Regions from separate parts of the Zea mays genome. Here region 1 is linked to region 2. The links are chromatin contacts, called in public Hi-C maps. All regions are on one chromosome and are shown on one strand. Each heading gives the region's core, a stretch centred on a gene start, on an enhancer-like site or on the middle of the called end of the contact. The rest is flanking DNA. Distances are from core to core; before and after follow the strand shown.

Region 1 (3,366 bases), core at 331-2,830, 270 kb after region 2:
CAGCAGGTAACACCAAGTCTTCCGACGGCTGTTCTGTATCCACAATCTATGTTTATTTGTGAAAATGCACCTCACGGTAGGGTTGCGGAGAAAAGGTTTATTTGTGAAGCTACTCTGACATTAAGTCCATCTTTTCCCTGTGCAGATGTGGATCTCAAGGGCTGAGTATGAGGAGTCTGGTCCAGCTATTGTCCACAGGAAGTGCTTCTAGACGTCACTCCTCGTGGAAATGCCTTTGTTTCATGACATATCTATGGGTGGTCGCTCTGCTACAGCTCGCAGTTTTTTGTGTATGCCACAAGCCGCATATATATATATCCATTCTGGTAACGTTGTGGAGTCAGCCGAGCACTGTATGAAGTATGTAGTTTGGTTTGATATATATTGATTGGATTATTACTTGATTCTATGGGGTCTTGGATGCCAGCTGGAATGTGCAAAGTTCGCGCTTGCAAGTTGCAACATCGTTTCTGTTGCTTTTCCGATTTTTCTTGTCCTGCTTATGTTGGCAGACCTACAGGCGTGGAAGAAAGAAGAGAGAGAAAGAACAGGTATAAGTGTATATTTGGGTTGGGTCTGATGGGTTGGTCCAAAGCACGAAAAAAGCAGGTCCAGGTACGGCACGACCTGATATATCGGGCCGAGTTTGAGTCGAGGAGCGACCTATGGGCGGGTACGAGCACGACTCATTTAAAGCAGGCACAAAATGGTCCATATAGAGGCACGAAAAAACTCATATATTCATTTAAACCATACTTCATTCCATATTTTATATACTTGATAAAAAACACCAAGCTAGAGATGATGCTAGTTATATGTTTTTAGCTTTGAATTAGAGTATATGATGTAATTTTACTTTTGTTATGAACATTAGATAATAAACTGAATTTACGAACTCTATATAGAGCTAATTACTCTTTTTTTGTTCTAACAAAATGATTTTTTAACGAGGTAGTCATTGCATAGCTTTGGTAACTTAATACAAATATTAAGTTTGCTTTTGGTCAAATTTATTTATCTTATCTTTTATTTGTTTTATTAATTTGTTTTTAATTTCGGGCCCTAATGTGAATTTTGGGCCAAAAATTGAATTTTGGTTCTTTTACAATTTCGGACCGTCCGAAATGAGTCTGTCACGTTTAAGCAATTACGTCCCAGACCCTGCACTGAGGGCTAGGCCGAGTCGGCCTGACACGAACCAATATTCGCTGAGGGTTAGGCCGAGTCGGCCTGGCACGAACCAAAATTCAAACGGGTCAGATGGCCCGAAATTTACACGGGTTGGTTCTTTCAGGTTTGGGCTGGGTCGGGTCGGACGGTCGGAATGTACAACTATAAGCAAAGGAGATAAGTCCGCCCCCTCCCCACAGCCAGCACTCAACGAGGGATTGCCGTACAATTTTAATTCAGCTGCAGTTTCGGTTTATATAATATTTTGTCTTTATTGATTACAGCTGCGCAGTGGTAACAGAGGTTGCATGTCGCTGTGCTGTGCGATTATTGCACCCGTAGGCCCTACTTGTGTAGTATAGTAATTGTGATGCCGAAGCCTGAAATGAATAGATGGATGGGATGGGATTAGCAGTGCTACTCATCTGAAAACCACATATATGACTCTCATCGGAAGTCTTCACTCGGGGTATACTTCGTCTTCCAGCGGGTCGACCTTGGAGAAACTCGACCAGCTGCACTGATGCGCTTAGATCAAGAGGATTCGAACGTCCCTTCAATCACTGCCGCCTCGACGATGATGCACTGATCGAGGTAGTGAGATTCGGTTCCATCGAGCTCGAGGTCGATGCCTGTTCGTCTCTCCCGTTGATCTCATTTCTACGATTCAGTCCAGCACTATTCATCGTTTCGTCCTAGATCTTTCTTTTACGAGTTGATCCTTGAACGCAGGAGGGCTAGCTCGGGAGTGGAATATCTACTGACCCCCGACTCCGCAAGGCATGTCCAAGCCAGCAGCCTCACCACCCTCTTCTTTGCCTTTGCCCTTGTGTCCATCCAACCAACCAGCCACAGCCACTAGAGAGGTCGAATCCTTACTTTCTTGCAAACAATGGGCCTCCTTCCAATCCACAGAATCATCTTGCTGTGTTTTTGCTCGTCTAGCTTATTACTGCCTCCTCCAGTATCATCGGACAGCCGCATCCTTCCCAACAAGCCGCTGACTGTTGGAAGCACGCTCACCTCCGATGACGGCACTTTTGCCCTGGGCTTCTTCTCCCCGTCCAACCCGGACAAGAAACACTACTACTATGTTGGTATATGGTACGCCAACATTCCCAAGGACAACGTCGTGTGGGTTGCCAACCGTGGAACCCCAATAATCACGGACCCTTCCTCTGCAACACTTGCCCTGACGAACACGTCCGATCTTGTTTTGTCCAGCGCGGACGGCCAGACGCTTTGGATGGCAAACACCAGCGCTGCTGCGTCGTCGGAGCCGGAGACCACCGCCGGAGAAGCCACGCTTGACAACACTGGAAACTTCATCCTCTGGAGTTCACAGGGCGCCGTCTTATGGCAAAGCTTCGATTACCCGGCCGACACTCTTCTGCCTGGCATGAAATTTAGAGTCACCCACCGTAGGCATGCACTGCAACAGCTGGTCTCTTGGAAGGGCCCCCAAGACCCAGCCCCGGGCAGCTTCTCCTACGGCGCAGATCCTGACGAGCTCCTGCAGCGCTTTGTCAGGAATGGCTCGAGACCATACTGGAGAAGTCCGGTGTTGAATAGTTACTTGGTAGCCAGGTCATATATCGGAATTCTCAAGTCCACTATCTACCTCACAATAAGCAAATACGACGACGGTGAGGTCTATATGTCCTTTGGCGTACCCGGTGGCTCCTCATCGTCAACTGCCATGAAGATCAAAATGGACTACTCAGGAAAGATAGAAATCCTAATCTGGAACACCAACATTTTGGAATGGTACGTCCTGGAGGCACAGCCTATGAATGAATGCAGTACATATGGATATTGTGGTCCGTTTGGGTACTGTGATAACACAGAGCTTAATGCGACATGCAAGTGTCTCGACAGTTTCGAGCCAATAAGCAACGAAGGCAGGAGCAATGGAAGTTTTACAGAAGGATGCCGCCGCAAGGAGACACTAAGATGCGGCGAAGAAGATACTAGTTTCTTAACTTTGGCGGACATGAAGATTCCCGACGAGTTCGTGCATGTCAAGAATAGAAGCTTCGACGGATGCACGGCGGAATGCGCTAGCAACTGCTCCTGCACAGGTTACGCTTATGCCAATTTCAGCACCACGGCTTTCACCGGGGATGACACAAGGTGCCTATTATGGATGGGAGATTTGATTGACACAGCGAAGCGCACTGGAGATGGAGAAAATCT
Region 2 (3,256 bases), core at 583-3,082:
AATTAACTGAAAGTACTATTACTACAACAAATGACTATAAAAATTAGCATACAAAGATATATATACTATCGTTAAGATGATATTATTATTTCTAGCTAATAAGTTCATAAATCATATAATAATATCATCACATATTAAGAGCTTTTTTATATTTCGGGTTATTAGGTCTATTTGGGTTTTAAACGTTAGGAACCGAACCCGAACCCATACCCCGAAATATAGCACATATAGGAACCGAACCCGAACCCGAAAACCCGAATAGACCAAATAGACCGACAATTCGGTCTATTCGGGTTCGGTTCGGGTTCGGGTTCGGTTTTAAAATGTCCACCCCTACTTATATTTGCATGTCATGGGATGTGCTACGCTGACAACGATGTAGATAGACCATGAGGGTGTCCTTACATAATTTTACTGAGCTAGCCCCTCCCTGATGAGGCTAAGAAAGGTCCCGAGGGCACTAGTCCCTAGGTGCAGTGGTCTTTCCTGAGTCGAGATCTTTGAGTGTGTCTTGATTGCAGCCAAGGGTACGCCCTTGGCGGGGCGCTGACAAATAGCTTTTGGCTCGGTGTTTAAACATAAATCTCCAACAAAGAATCACAGTACAACAGAAATCCTGCTGATTTTGTCCTCTTCTACCAATTGAACATATACATAGTAACATTGAATCGGCTCCCATTTGCATGCTGGAGCCAAATGAGATGGCGAGATTACCATAACTGACTAATTCAGTTATTTATTTAATGTGGGAGTATATGCATTGATTAGCATCTGTTTCTGCTTGAAATGTTTGTATACTTACTTATTTCAAACATTTCCTATTTCTTCAATAGCTCATGGCTTGCATTATCTCAAAAGTTATGGCATGTCAAAGTGCTATAATGGCATCTACTTAAGCATTAATATTTGTACTAGTCAGCATCTATTGAAGAAACGAGTCGACGTTAAACACTGAGAAGAAGGCGCAGTCCACAAGAGAAAAGCTCACCACAATCCCACTTGCCCTGGCACCGAAAGAAGGATTCGTCTCGCTTGATGCACGCAGGGTGGTACACCTTCGGGCAACCCCTAAAGGCAAAGTGAAGCTTATCAGCACGCACAGTGAAGCGGAAGCTGCATTACTTGACCGTACGTGATGCAACAGCTAGCTAATCGCGCGCGCGCGCGCACGCACTGACACACACACACACCTCCGGTCGCAAACCACGAGGCTGCCCCCATCGAAGCAGATGAAGCAGACCTCCTCCTCGTCCTTCTTGTTCCCCGGCTTCACCGGCGCAGGCACCGGCGCCGCACCGTCCCTGTTCTTCGGCGGCCTGCCTCTCTTCCTCTTCACCGGTGCCGCGGCGGCGGGCTGCTGCTGCTGCTGCTGGGGCGGGGGCGGGGCCGCGGCCCCCATGATCGATCCGAGGAACTGCGGGTCATCATCAAAGACCTCCCCGTGCAGATGGGGCGCGACCCCGACGCTTCGCAGTCGCAGCGAAGCGGAGGCGGGGGCGGGCGGGGGCGGCCCTGGGGGCTCCGGCACGGAGGGCAGCGGCGGGAGGCGGAGCTCTGGGGGCCACTCGGCCTCGCCGGGAGAGAGCACCTCGGCGCCCGGGCCGGTCCCCCCGTCCATGGATCAGCAGGCCCCCCCAACCCAAGCTTAAGCTCAAAAGCCCGCCTAACCCTAGCTCGTCGACGTCCACCAACCCTCGCTCGAGGTCGAGGCCTCGTCGTCGCCGCCGCGCGGTCTCCCACGGGCTCACGGACCCGAATATGATGTGGTTGGTAGGTACAGGACTGCGAGAGGTGGGCACTGGCCTGGGGCAGAGAGAAAGTGATGAAGATGATACGAGGCTGGGGAAGGCAGAGGCAGGGGGGGTAAACGGGGCGAGCAAGCTGGCGGGCTAGCGTAAAGAGGTGAAGGCTTTTCCAGTAAAAAAAAATCGCGGCGGTCAGGGGTCTGTCTGGGTGCCTTTTGGGTCCTGAGAAATTAACCTTTGGTTATGATGGCAGATCTAATACATTAATGATTGATGATTTGGTGATGTTCGTAAAGATAAAATAAAATAAAATGTCTCTTTGCGTCCGGCCGGACCGGGAGCGGGGCGCACCGCGCCGCACCGCACCGGCACGACACGGCAGGCGCACGGGTACAGAGAAAAAGGCAAAGCGGGGCGGGGCAGCGCTGCGCTCGACGCTCGTTTCTCGGCGGGGGCGTCGTCGGCGATTGCCGATTGGGCGAGCGGCGAGCGGCGGGAGGACCCGGAGACAAGCTAGAGGTCCAAGACGTGTGTGTTGCCTTGCTTGTAGTCTGTGGACGACGGGAACGGGACGGGGTGGCGTGGTTGGTCGCTGCATTTTATTGGGCCGCAGCGGGTCCAGTACACGGTTTGCCGTGCGTGGCATAGTGGTCGTGGGTTCTCGACGACTTCTCGCGCCCGTTCTCCGGTTTGTGCACGTGATGGGCAGGCAGACCGCAGAAGCTCCGATCCATCCTTGCTCGCGAAGCGCGACCATTGCCGGCCTGCGCGCATCGCAGCCACGACATGCTTCGCTGACGTACCGTATCCAACCCCAGCCTGAATTTTCTGCACATGCTGGTTCTGGGTGCTGTGCTGTGCCTGCTGTGTGTGTGTGCTCGACTCGTCCCAGGTCCCACCTTCCAGCTGCCCTCCGGAGTCCGGACCCGACAGTCCAGCACACCGGCAACTAATATTGTCTGTGTGCGTATTTGGTCTCCTTGGTAAACTAATAGCCGTCACCGTCAGGCTAGTCTCCACTCTAACCCATATGAAAACTGGCCTTGCTGTTACCCGGATAGTTGACTGGAAGTTAGCTAAAAGGATGCTTAAACTAAACAAGGTGACGTGCGCGCAGGTTTCTGATCACTGATCAGCTGGAGGCGGGGGGGTTACGCGCCGTTACAGCCTTTTTATTAGCTAGTACTGTTACTGTACGTAGTAGATGGGATAGCGAAAGCTCCTTTGGCTTTTAGTGCGCGGGCGCGGACGGGTGGAGAAAAGAAGACCCAGCTAAAAAGATGCACAAGTGAACACATGCCATTAAATAAAACATACACGTCGGAAAAGGCACATGTTTACGTGGACCGGATGTTGGTGCAGCAGTTCACTACTACTAGTATACATAAGAAAATTGCGGGTTCGCTTTGGCCTTTTTGGTAGTATAGTACTTGTAAACTCGCTCGGACAAAGAACGGAAGGGAGAAACTTGTTACGTTTTGACGCAACACCTGGCATGGCACGTAGTAGTA

The links. A called contact is a pair of places that touch in the nucleus more often than the background predicts.
Region 1: a Hi-C map of tassel shows a contact between it and region 2, with 2.3 times the contacts expected there. The contact joins the promoter of LOC103626112 here to the promoter of LOC103626106 in region 2. A contact is called at or near these places in 3 of 25 Hi-C or Micro-C datasets (ear, leaf and tassel).

Annotation. Positions count from the first base shown.
Region 1 is chr5:23,983,291-23,986,656 of Zm-B73-REFERENCE-NAM-5.0, forward strand. It overlaps LOC103626112 (putative G-type lectin S-receptor-like serine/threonine-protein kinase At1g61610), which reads left to right and starts at 1,581. Exons shown (of 7, transcript XM_020538154.2): 1 at 1,581-3,366. The coding sequence starts at 2,063. LOC100280540 (actin-2) reads left to right here. Exons shown (of 5, transcript NM_001153459.2): 4 at 1-6; 5 at 146-404. The coding sequence ends at 211.
Region 2 is chr5:23,710,314-23,713,569 of Zm-B73-REFERENCE-NAM-5.0, forward strand. It overlaps LOC103626106 (zinc finger CCCH domain-containing protein 44), which reads right to left and starts at 1,833. Exons shown (of 11, transcript XM_008646482.4): 1 at 1,191-1,833; 2 at 989-1,068. The coding sequence starts at 1,618. It overlaps LOC100279875, which reads right to left. Exons shown (of 14, transcript NM_001152828.1): 14 at 3,027-3,256.